2 separate regions of the Mus musculus genome follow, and region 2 is linked to region 1. A link is a contact called in public Hi-C data. All regions are on one chromosome and are shown on one strand. Each heading gives the region's core, a stretch centred on a gene start, on an enhancer-like site or on the middle of the called end of the contact. The rest is flanking DNA. Distances are from core to core; before and after follow the strand shown.

Evidence for each region. Hi-C and Micro-C count contacts between places; a contact is called where the count stands out from the background.
Region 2: a contact with region 1 is called in a Hi-C map of liver, with 4 times the contacts expected there. The contact joins two enhancer-like sites. A contact is called at or near these places in 5 of 484 Hi-C or Micro-C datasets (liver, nephron progenitors, olfactory sensory neurons and 1 more) and 2 of 115 datasets of contacts at active chromatin or transcription factors (astrocytes and liver).

The regions. Positions count from the first base shown.
Region 1 is chr17:63,177,065-63,183,306 of GRCm38.p6, reverse strand. All of the region lies in intron 7 of Fbxl17 (F-box and leucine-rich repeat protein 17), which reads left to right. Among named protein-coding and RNA genes, the nearest start is that of Gm41607, 120 kb to the left of the region's middle. Within about 2 kb of position 3,071, at least 10 of the 459 cell types and tissues checked have an H3K27ac peak or open chromatin away from gene starts, as enhancers often do. A contact at or near this core is called in liver, where this site is marked.
Region 2 is chr17:63,281,895-63,287,869 of GRCm38.p6, reverse strand. The region is part of intron 6 of Fbxl17 (F-box and leucine-rich repeat protein 17); the gene reads left to right. It overlaps Gm41607, which reads left to right. Exons shown (of 1, transcript XM_017317745.2): 1 at 1-5,975. Among named protein-coding and RNA genes, the nearest start is that of Gm41607, 13 kb to the left of the region's middle. Within about 2 kb of position 2,384, at least 66 of the 459 cell types and tissues checked have an H3K27ac peak or open chromatin away from gene starts, as enhancers often do. A contact at or near this core is called in liver, where this site is marked.

The DNA of each region.
Region 1 (6,242 bases), core at 1,822-4,321:
CTAACAGAAATCACTTCACTCAGTCTTCTCAGAATTGCATTTGACTTTAAAGGTTCGTATGTTAACAATTTCTTTTTGTCTCTAAAAATGGGCATCCATTTGTAGCATAATAGTTGAGAGATTTAGAAATAGTATACTATCATTCTAATCTCTTTGTTGAAATTGCTTTGAGTTCCTAGCTACATGTGTTGTAAAAGTATTTGAGTACCCTAATATTTATATTCATTTTGATAATATACAACCACTTTGTAGTGTCTGCTGTTGTAAAACTTTTTTTGAGTATTAAGCATTTCACCAACAAAACTTTATGTTACCATATTAGATCAACCATATGTAAGTTTTCTTTAAGAAAAAAATCAGACTTAGGAGAATTCAAACAAGGAGCAAGAGTAAATCCCCAAATGAAAACCATCACCTAATAATAAATGAATAAATCAAAACCCTAGGTAATGACTTATACTAAGGTTTTCTTTAAAATAACTGATGGCGGCAAAACAAAATGTGTGTGTGTGTGTGTGTGTGTGTGTGTGTGTACTTTTACCTACATTCTTGATCTTGAATTTTACATAGGATTAAAAAAACAAGTATAGTAGAAATAGATCATGAAATGATGAGGGATATAAATTGAAAATAAATATTATAGTATTTCTTGACCAAATCTGTTTATAAGCCATTGACTTAATCTTAATTAAACTTACTGCATGCAAAAATTTTAATGAAAAAATTCAAATTTCTGGAGCAAAGGAAATTTCCCAAATTCATAGGAAATCTCCTTAACTGGTCCTTTGTATCACCCACCTCTGCTTCCCTGGAGGGGCTACTGCACAGTCAGAGGCAATGCCTGCAGAAGTGGAAGGAGGTGCAAATGTGAGCATATTAAAGGAGAACTCATGGCTCAATGATCGGAGCATGCATTCCATAGAATAGTGTATTCAGGAATGAGACCTTTCTCAGGTCCTTTTCCTCTAGGAACAAAGACTGTCATCTTCTGTATTTTTAGGACTCTTGTCTAGGGCAGACTTTTGATATAAATAAATGATGCATTAACATTATGTACAGACAGAGCCGTCTATGCCAGCAGAAAACTAAATGGGAAGGAACCGTGCGCTTATACAACTCCAAGGTCAGCTCACTAACTCTTTGCTGAGCACCAGCTCAGTTTCATTCTCCTTCTTTTGGTACAGGTTCTCTTTTCAGCTGGAGTATATCCCATTGTCAGATATCCAGTAACACTGAGTCAACTGCAAAAAAAAACAAAAACAAAAACAGTTAAAATTATCCCCGGAGTCGTTGGCATATGGCTTAGTAAATACATAACCGTTGGTGGTGTGGTGTAACATGGTAGTCTGATATAAACAAACCTGGAGCAGAGAGAAAAGTTAAAGTAATCAACTAAGAACCTCCCTGAGGCCATTGAACTTTGATTGAGTGAATACTGCTGACTGGCATATGCTTTAGAGGACATTGCTTCTGCTGTCCAAGTATGCGGTGCTTGTGTTCCTCAGCATTGCAGCACACGTGACCCAGTGTCTCCTGGGCTCAGTGATGGGGTCAGAGCTGGGAAAAGGAAAACTCAGTTCATGTTTCTAGTTTAAATGTGCAACTGAAGAAAGAATACCACAGATACATTAAAATTTATATGCTCTTTCTTAACTCTGTCATACAGTGTGCAGTGTGAGGTCTAGAGAGTAAAGAAGTATTCTTAGCTGTATTCACATCAGTTGAGAGTTCCTTTATTGTTTAAATCTCAGCAGCAGTGGTTGTATTATTACTATTATTATTATCATTATCGTTATTATCATCATAATCTCATCAACATTATTGCTCTAGAGCCGCAGCCAAGCACACACCCTACTGCTGAGCTCCATGTCCGGCCCTCATGTCCAGATGCATTTCACATCTGCTTGGCTCCTCTCGGCTCAGTCCTCTGCATTTACCAGGCTCCTGTCTGCATCCTTACACCAATGAAGACTGTTGCTGCAGTTTGTACTACTTTCTATGAAATTTAATTCTACAATTTAAAACTCTACTCAGTTACCAAAGAGGTGTGTGTATATGTGTGTGTTCATGTACATGTGCTGTGTTTGCAGGGCAATGTGTATGTGTGTGTTCATGTACGTGTGCTATGTGTGCAGGGCAGAGAACAGTCCCTAGCACCAAGCTTGAGACTGCTGCCTACCTGCTGTGTCCTTAGCCCTGGCAGCTGCAGCCACATATGGCCAGGTTTTTACTGGAAGTTGAACTCAGTGCTCAGTTTTGCAAGGCAAGCAGCTTACTAACTGAACTGTCTTCCCAGCTCCATTTATTGAAGTTTTAAACATTCTATTGAGGACTGAGGATGATGGTAAACACTTGAGTGACAGACAAAATTCAAAGTCTTGGGATTGATGGCAGACATATACATACATACATATATATATGTGTGTGTGTGTGTTAATATATATACCTGCAATGATAAGCTAGGGTAGTAAATATTGGTTATAATTTTTTGTTTGTTTTGTAAATACCCAAAGTGATAAAACTTCATTCTGTGATGAATTATTAATCCACAGACTAAAAGATAGGGATGGATAAAGTCATTATCATGTTAGCATTAGCTTTAACTGAGCTTCATAAATTTCCATCTTTATCGATAGGTAAGAGTTTTGTCTACTAGGTACATGTGATCTTCCCATGTAATGTCTTTCCCATAAAGCACAGGGTCCTCTGATTGGAGACCATTAGGATTCTGCTCTGCATTTTCATTATTGCATAGGTGACAGAATTAAAGGCATACTTATTAAGTTTGGAGATTACAGTAAGCTAACAGAAGTTACAGATACTTGGAAAGCTAGAACTGGAATTCAAAATCATGGTAATAAATTATATAAATCATATTTGAGAAATAGAGAACAAATTCAAGGTTATATTGTGAGCAAAGTCTATGCAGGCAGCACACACACTTTGAGAGCAGACATGACCGGAAATGGACTGTGGACTTGAGGTGGGTGGGAACAGTGGTACCTGTTGGAGCACAAGGAGGCTTTCTGAGTAGTTTTGCTCTGCAGTAGGTGTGTCTAGGTCCTGTGGCAAGATCTGTAGAAAACTAAGATAAGGCACGTCCTGGACAGTCTCCAGGCCCAAAGGTCTAGCCACAAGCTATTGAGAGATGCAACCAAATGAGCACACTGTGAGCCATTGTCCAGAGAGTAAGAGGCACAGGGCAGTCAGAGCTTGCTAGCTTTCGGCCAAGTGTGCTGTAAAACTCATGTGATACTAGGATTTAGGGAATCATTCATTGTTATGTTTGAGATTGTATAAGTTTTTATTAAACTATTTGATGAGTTTCCACACTTTAAGAGGAAGAATCTAAAAATTAGTAAAAAGTCAGTAAAGAAATGTAAAATGTTTTTGGAATGTAAAAGGTCATATGGGGAAAGGTTTTGAAAAGGGGAAGGTGAAGAGCCAATCTAAGACTATTAATGGTGACTATATGCTATGTTACTGTTCCAGCATTGACCAGTTCTCCATTGACACAATCTAGAAATGGGAGAAGAGGGGTGAAATAGCAAAGAACTTGTTTTATGTTAAAGGGACCTCCTGATTATACAATACTGTTTTCTACATCTAAATCTTTGAAGGTGCTCAGGATAGGATGGACAGGCACCTGGCTGGAAGGCATAACAGCTGACCTGCTGAAATCAGAAAACTTCTCTTGGAATTAACAGTCCTCCCCGTTTTACAGGCTAGTTTAGCCTGCTTCCTCCTCAGAAATCTATAGGATCCATATTATGATAGTTAGGCAAGGACTTTGACCTTTCAACACAAAACATTGCATGCTGTCTTCTTGCCTCTCAAATGCCCACTGTTCCTGCATTTTCTTCACCCAGCAAATGCCTTTTAAGTACCTGTTCTGTACAAGCGGTGCGGGACAATGAACAGGAATGACATTCCTTTGTTCTTCCTTTTTCTCTTAAATTTCCTGGCACCTCCCCTGTGTTAGGCAGCCAGCTAAACATTCAGAATCTTAACACATATACAAAGAACCTTCTAAATTGCTCAAAATATAGCACATGAGGACTGTAAGCACACAGAGGCACGTTGCGGGTGGTATGCCATGTGTCAAGGCTGAGCACATGAGGACTGTAGGTACCCAGAATCGCGATGTGGGGTGATGAGCCTTGTGTCAAGGCTGACAAGGCAGTGGAGACACTGTTGCATCGTGGACACTGCGGGTAGATATGGGGACTCGTTTGGTGAAGGTGACAGAGAGGTGCAGGATTGTGGGTGGGATGACAGCCTCAAGCACCAACAACCACATAAATTGGTGGCTGGTTTTATCAACAGATGCAGAGTAGCAGGAAGTGTACACAGACATTTGTTTCACTTATCCACTAAAACGGGATTGACTCTGTCCTCTGCCCTTTCTCTGATCCGTAATACAACAATAAGCTATTATTTATAGTGACCTCAGTTATGAGGTGACCTACATATTTTTCACATTTTTTATTACCTTTTTTCACTGCTTGTGAAGGGCTCGCCATAGTGCCTGTATGAAGATCAGAGGACAGCTGGGCGTGGTGGCGCACGCCTTTGATCCCAGCACTCGGGAGGCAGAGGCAGGCAGATTTCTGAGTTCAAAGCCAGCCTGGTCTGTAGAGTGAGTTCCGGGACAGCCAGGGCTACACAGAGAAACCCTGTCTCAAAAAACCAAACAAACAAACAAAAAAAAAAAAAAAAGAAGATCAGAGGGCAAGGCTGAGGACTCTGTTCTCTCCTCCCACTGGGAGTCCTGGGACTGACATCAGGCAGGGCAACAAGTGGTTTTCCCTGCTGAGCCTCTCACCAGCCCAGCATACATGGTTTGAAAACTCACTGCATTACACACAGAGAATATGGAAGAATACAGTCAGGAAGAAATGCTCAAAATGTGCTCAGGTTTACATGTGTCAAACACTTAAGATTATATAACACTACTACTGTGTATATACACAAATCAGCAGGGGTATTTGGGGGAGTTGAATCAGAAAGCTGTGTTTGAAATACAATGAAATTATATTTAGACGTCAACTAAAAGGCAGTTACAAACCATCAGGCAAATTGAGGGAACTTGAAAATATACCATAAGTTAACCCAGGCTCAAAGAGACAGGAAGCACCTTCTCTCCTATACATGGATGCCAGCTTCTGACCGTCTGTGTGTGTGTGTGTGTGTGTGTGTGTGTGTGTGTGTGTGTGTGTGTGTGTGTTGGGAAGTGAGTGTGGGTACAGCTTACAAAACTGTTAAGAGGCAGGTGAATGGGGCCTGACAGGTACAGAGTGCTGGAGGGAGCAGGCTCCATGTGAGAAGCTGGGTGAGGAACCTGAGGAGGGGGGACCAACCCAAAACAAAACCTGGAATCATGTTCCGCTGTATGCTGATTAACAGTTAAGGAAGGTTATAGTGAAGTGTCCCCAGAAGTTATCTGGAGTCAGACAGAAAGATGACCCCCGGATTTGGATGAGTTTGGCTCACACCCGGGCCGTGCCACGCTGGTGAAATACAGGAGCAGAGAGCCACTTCCAGCTTGTGCTTTCCTGTGCGAGGTGAAGTCCAACTTGCTTCACTTAGCTGTGGGACAGTGTTCCGTGGTCGTCTAGTGGTTTTCAAGGGTACTTGATATGTGCAAACACATTTACATCATGCTCATATTGTCCACTCCCCCTTTTTAAAAAAAGGATCAATTTTTACTCTCATGTATATGCCACGTGAGTACAGTTGCTTCAAAGGCCGGAAGGGGGTGTCAGATCACCCTAGAGCAGGAGTTACAGCAGGTGTAAGCTTCCTGACCTGGGTGTGGGAACTAAACTCCAGCCCTCAGCGAGAGCATCTCCTTCCTGCTCCGTTCCTCTCCAGCTCCTCTGCTTGGTCTGCAGGATATGCACCCTTGTGTAATAATTTGTGATTTAAGAACACTTTCCAGTAGAACTGACTACATTCTTCTATGATTTCCTAATCTCTTCTCCCTCATTCCTTTTCCTTCTCCTCTCCCTCCCTAACTTCCCTTCAGCACTAGAACTTGAATCTAACACCTCAGCATGGTAGGCAGGCAAACTCTACTGCTGAGCAGTGTACTGTGTGTGTGTGTGTGTGTGTGTGTGTGTGTGTGTGTGTCATGGCACAGTTCTCTGTGGGTTGTTTTCTACCTAAAGAATCCACACAGCTTCCATTTCCTTTATCTCACTATCAAGGAGAGGAGGGAGTCTCCGGGGGAAATTGTTTTT
Region 2 (5,975 bases), core at 1,135-3,634, 110 kb before region 1:
CTTAAGTCATTATCAGTATTGTTTTATAGCAAAGACTCATATTGAAGATATGAAGTCACAGAGTACTTACCAAAATAATCATTTGAACAAGAACAGCAACAAATATGTTGTTTGTAGTCAGAGGCCATGACTTGGCTTTCTGCATTTTCAAATGAAGGGTGAATTTTGAAGCTCTTTGCCACTGAAAAGTGGAAAGATCAGAGCTTCCAACTGTCAGCTGCAGGAAGCGGTGTGGAGCTGTAGAGGGTGAACTCCTAACTCCAGGTTACTGCTGCACATCCTGGGAAGCTGCCAAGATGGGCCTCTGCTCTGACTGCTCCAAATTCTCCCCCAGTGAATTCACAGCTGATGGCTTTAAGCGGAGCACAGACAGAGTAACTGGCTCACACAAAATAAAAACCTTTAGAGGCAGGAAAAATGATGTATTCATCCTTTTTCACAACATGTTATACACATTTGCAAAGCACTCAGTAATTCCGAAGGCAAATATCTCCCCCTACGATCGGCTTCATTGCGGTGTTTACAACATACTTTACCGCTCCCCATTAGCAACTGTTATGACTTCTGTTTACTCTCTCAAGTCTGCCTTACGTTCGTCATAACAGTAAATATCACTGACAGAAAAAAAGACATGAGAAAATTTTTTTGTCATACGATTTTTCTGTCTCATAAAAGGTGTTATTTACATATTTCTGCTACATGTTCTTTAGATGTTTAAACATTAGTGATATCCAAAGAAAATGCATTCCTGAGGGGTGTTTGGCCTGAAGTATATTCTCAGGAAGGTTTTCATCTTCTGAGTTTTATGGTTGGCAGAGTACACCAGTGCAGACTGGGCAGTGGTGAACTTAAGTAGGCGTACTAAGGACAAGATCCCCCCTGCCCCCCCAGTGGCTGTGGCCCAGCCTCTGTCTCCAGATGCATAGAGCTGAGTTGCCTAGAGATCCACCCTTCACCATGTACACTTCAAATCAAAGCTCCAGTGTGAGCATTGTTCTCTCTTTATAGCTATAGAAACAGTGGCTCAGATATAAAGATCTTGACTTAAGTTCCAGGGAATGTTGAAATCAAGATAGATTCCAGTCTTCGTGATTGGAAAGCGATTTCCTTACCACATTCTTGATTTGTTGCCTCGATTCTAAAAATGGGAGAAATAGAGCTATTTTAGTCAAATGAAGTTAAACTCGTAATAATTTATTTTCCTAAGTTGAAACTGGAAATAATTTGGGGTTAACAACTTTAGTTTTCAAAAACAGTATATGTTACTTCTAACTTTGCGTGTTTGGGTGCTGGGATGTCTGATACTGTCATACAGCTTTCCATATTCCATATCCCCAAACCTCACTCTTTAAAAATGGAACTGCACGGCTGTAGAGATGGCTCAGCAGTTAAGAGGACAGGCTGCTCTTCTAGAGGTCATGAGTTCAATTCCCAGCAACCACCTGGTGGCTCACAACCATCTGTAATGGGATCTGATGCCCTCTTCTGATGTGTCAGGGATAACGTTCTCATATACATAAAAGTAAATAAATAAACCTTTAAAAACAAAACAAAACCAAAAACCAGAAATGCTTTAATTTGTAATGGCCACCTCTCAGAGGAAAAAAATTAAAAAATAAAACATGGTGTGTTTAACCCGCCATCCTTCAGATGATATGACAGGGTACAGTTCAGATGGACTCAGCTCATCTCACAGGAGCCCCAGCAACTTGTACTATGGTCTCACCCTGGGATATATGTTAGATGTGCTTTATTTTCTGATGTCTGTCTTGAAATGCAAACAAAATGTGTGTGTGTGTGTGTGTGTGTGTGTGTGTGTGTGTATGCAGCGGATATATGGATATATAGATATATCTCTATATCTCTCTCTGTCTCTATCTCTATCTCTGTCTCCGTGTCTGTCCATTCCCATTACATTTCTCCTGGATTTTTGAGTGCTGTATATAGGGCACCACAATTCTGTATTGTTAGTAGCTTTGGTGATTTTTCTTAATTAATGTAAAAGCCACTGGTTAGTATAATTGGAGAGTAGAAGTTGGTGCTTTCAATCTAGTATTTCCCCCATTGTATGTACAGTTAAGAACCACGAGAAAAGCATGCATGGAAAATTATGAACACAGTGTCTTTTCTAGATGACTAAGCATTTTCTCCTCTTTTGTGTTGGTTAATGTTGAACTAGAGCAACCCGGTGCATCAGTTCAGCTCAGAAGCCGTTTTCTAAACGAGAGGAATTGGCTGGGGACCGTTTCGCTAATAGTTACTGCCAGCAGCTGGATCCTGCATACAAAACACTTGTTCATGTTTTCCTTGACCTGCTTTGACTGGGCCTGGTGCTAACTTAGTACTGAATGGGTTCAGTCTGGTCTTTGGCAAGCATCATTTGGAGTAATGAATAGTATAACATCCAAAGGCTTAAATGCCCTGGCACCGGCCCTGTGTCAGTATGCTGAGCTAACCATGGCATTGTTCGGAAAGAAGGCCCTGGGTCTCTTTGGAAATAGAATCTTGGCTCGCGGACAGAGGTCTGTGTACACACATCGGCCTTCTCTGTGCTCTAGCTATGGCACTCATTCACAAGGAGACTGTGGAAGCAGAGTTCTGAAGAGGTTCTTGAGTGCCTCTGTGTACACCCCAAAAAGTAGCTGATAGAAAAACGGTATAGACCTACATTTTTATTTCTGTGAATTCACATCAAAGGCTTCAGGAACAACCTCCCTAAACTGGAGAGCAGCGTTGACACTCACTGCTTCTGCTCCTCCAAATCTCTCACCGAAAGCTGTTTTAATCACAGATTTTTGCTGTGGAACTTCGGATGTTCCGATTTTTTATGTTTACTGCTCCATCTGTATTTGTAGTGAAAGGTCTAAATTTGTCTCAGTTCATCTCCACTCCGGGACTGGTGGGATCTCATGAGCACTTCCCCCTGAATGCAAAGACACGAAGGAATGTTTTCAGCGCAAAGACCGAATGTGACATAACCACTTGCCTTTCTTTTCTGATTCTTAGTTTTGAAAATGGAATGTAAATTTCACAGTTAGAGTCTGTCAGAATGTACCTGAAGAATCTGGGCACATTACCATCATAGAAAGTCACGGAAACTCCTTGATGTGGATATGTAAATTACCCACAAGTGTGCATTTAAAATATCTTTATCCTGTGTTCCAAAACAAAACTGACAGGGTGCGGGTAGTTAGATAGAACCATGCAAAGCTTTCCTAGTTGAAATAGTTATGATTTTGATTTTTCACAAAACAATGATGAAATAGAAATATAATGGAGTAACTATGGCTGTTTGTTTACACAGCAGTTTGGGGAAGGGGAAGCAGGCCAGCACAGCCAGGAGTAGTCACGCATTGTGTCCTGGAAGTTGACTTATCAGCTTTCCAACAAACAAACACCAGTTCTCATAAGCTCCCCCAGTTGTTTTCCAGCAATTGAAGTTCTGTCATTCTATTGTGGCATCCGACTTAAGAGATGAAAACTCTCCAAACCCTGTGGTTTGTCACCACACCAGCTCTTACCGTGAGTAAGATAAAGCTGGCTTCACTGTTGACTAACTGGCCTCACTAAAGGCAGGGCTGGATTGGAGAAAATAGGTTCCTGCCACATGTTCCTGAGGTTGGTTGAAATAACACAGAGATTACCAGAAAGTCATTATGACACCTGCTAGATAACAAGTTGTTCATTTCATTAGCTAGTTTATCTATGCTATGTGGGATAGAGGACTAGAACTCGGGGAAACCTCGAATTTCTTTGTGAGTTGTTTACTAAAATAATTTATTTAAATTTTACATAGGTTGAATTTCTGCCACATAATGGGCATAAATGTTATTTATTCCTTTCTTCTTAACAATGGAGGAAATGTTAAATAAATGTCATGTGCTGTGATAGAAAATTTGCATCACCCTGAATTCTGATCTCAGCACTTTTTTTAAATACAGGTAGCATCTCTTTACAGTATAGTGTTATTTTGAGGTCTTCAAAAGTAGGGTTGTGGTAAACACTCTGAGAACATTATGGATATAAAAACACTTGGTTCACCCAGTTTGGACATGTGATGGTTGTTTGTTTGTTCTAACTTTGTGATACAGACCTGACTTTCATAGTCAGGAGCTTGGGTACCTGCTTCAGCATCATGGACACTGGGATTCCAGATGTGAACTGTCACCTGTGACTTTACAATTTTCAAAGGTAGCCTTGCTAGGTAGGCTAAACTGAGCTTCAACTTGTGTAAGTGCCGGGATGACAGCAGACGTCAGCATTCACCTTTAAGTAGTTCAAGTGTTCACGATGAAGCAGAGCTGGGGATATATTGTCATGTTTAGCCAGAGAAGCTTACCGTTCTTGGGTTTTCTCTTGTGACATTCGGTAGAACTATTTTTCTAGAAGTTCTTAAATGCTTTGGTCCATTCTTAGAACTCCAGCCCTGAGATAATGTTGAGGCAGATTTCTCGTGGTTTACCAGACAGCTTTCTGTCTTTACTTCTGTCAATTTTGATATAAAGCTTCCAAATTCTAGCTTTTAAATCCATGCAAATGGTCCGCAGTAGTACCTGCAGGCAGCTTTGTGCTCTGAACCACAGGCCAATTTTCCCCTTGAAAGAACTTGTAGATACTGTCCTTCGGAATGAGTTGAAGAGATAGAGAGAGAGGATCTTGTCCATTAAACAAATGGGAGAGGGGTGGGGTACAGTGGAAGTCCCCACTTCCTTTCCTTTAGACAATGTCTACTGGTTACACCGTCACGTGCTCGTCTGGGGACCCTTTTCCTTTTTATAGGAAGCTTCATCGGGTAACAATTTTCCACCCTTATACAGTGACTATACTCACAGGTGTTCTGACAACTCTCTAGATACAAAATGTGTAGAGATACATAACTAATTTTACCATCTTGATCAGAGTAATAGTCCTATGATCTTTTTTTTTTTCTAGAATGGATTTTCCCTTATGATTTACCCTTATTTCTTGATCATCTTACCGGGCACAGTGCACTCAATTTGTATAGGACTGTGCGAGACAAAGCTCATGTTCTGACTGCAAGGATCATGTTGGTACCTACCCTTTAGGAAACTTGCCAGTCAGAAATTAGGGAGCCGGTTGTTTTATTCCTGTGCTGCTGTCCGAGAACTCATAAGCAAGCACAGATTTTAAGTTTTAGATAGATATTTTATTCGAGCATGTCAGAACAAGTGACCAGGACTTAGAGAGCAGCACGTGTGTCCCTGCATTTAAAGGAGCATATCTGTCCCTGAATTAAGGACTCTGAATCAGCATCCTGAAGGTGTGATTTTTGAAGTATTTAGTGTCTTTTAAAAAAAAAAAAAACAGACATTTACAATATACTTGAAAATAAAGAATAAAACAGAGATGCCCCACTGAGTTAAATATTTCAAATCTTACTATATTTGCTTACTCTTAGGTCCACCCACTTAATTCTTGAGGTCTGCAGATAATCTTTACAAATATAAATGCAACAAAATGAGTAAATAAAAAAAAATTTTAAAAAATGGGCAGCGTAAGCCTGTGAATCCACAGGTAGGGAGAGAAGTCCTTCCAAGACGCCAGAGTGATGTACTGTTTTGTCTTGCCCACAGGCGGCCCTCAGGGAGTATGTAGCAGGGTAAGTTGCCTTCTCAGCTGTCCACAGTGAATCCTGCCAGGAGCTCAAAGGAAATCATTAGTCATTCTTTGATGCTCATGCTAGTGGCTTGCTTCTCCAGAAGGTGCACTTTACTTAGCAAAGAAACCCGGGCGGGGCTGTACCACTTACCTTCTGGGAGAAAAAGACTAACACACTCATTTCTACAATTTCACTTTTTTTAAAAAATAGAGTGAAAGTTTCATTGGGAACAGCATTATAAGGGTTGATTATAAAATCTGAAATAAGGAAAATTTTAAATATTTACGAATTTTCTCAACAAACTGTCAAAATTGAATTTCAGTGTACCTTTCTTGAAGGAATACTTAGACGTAAC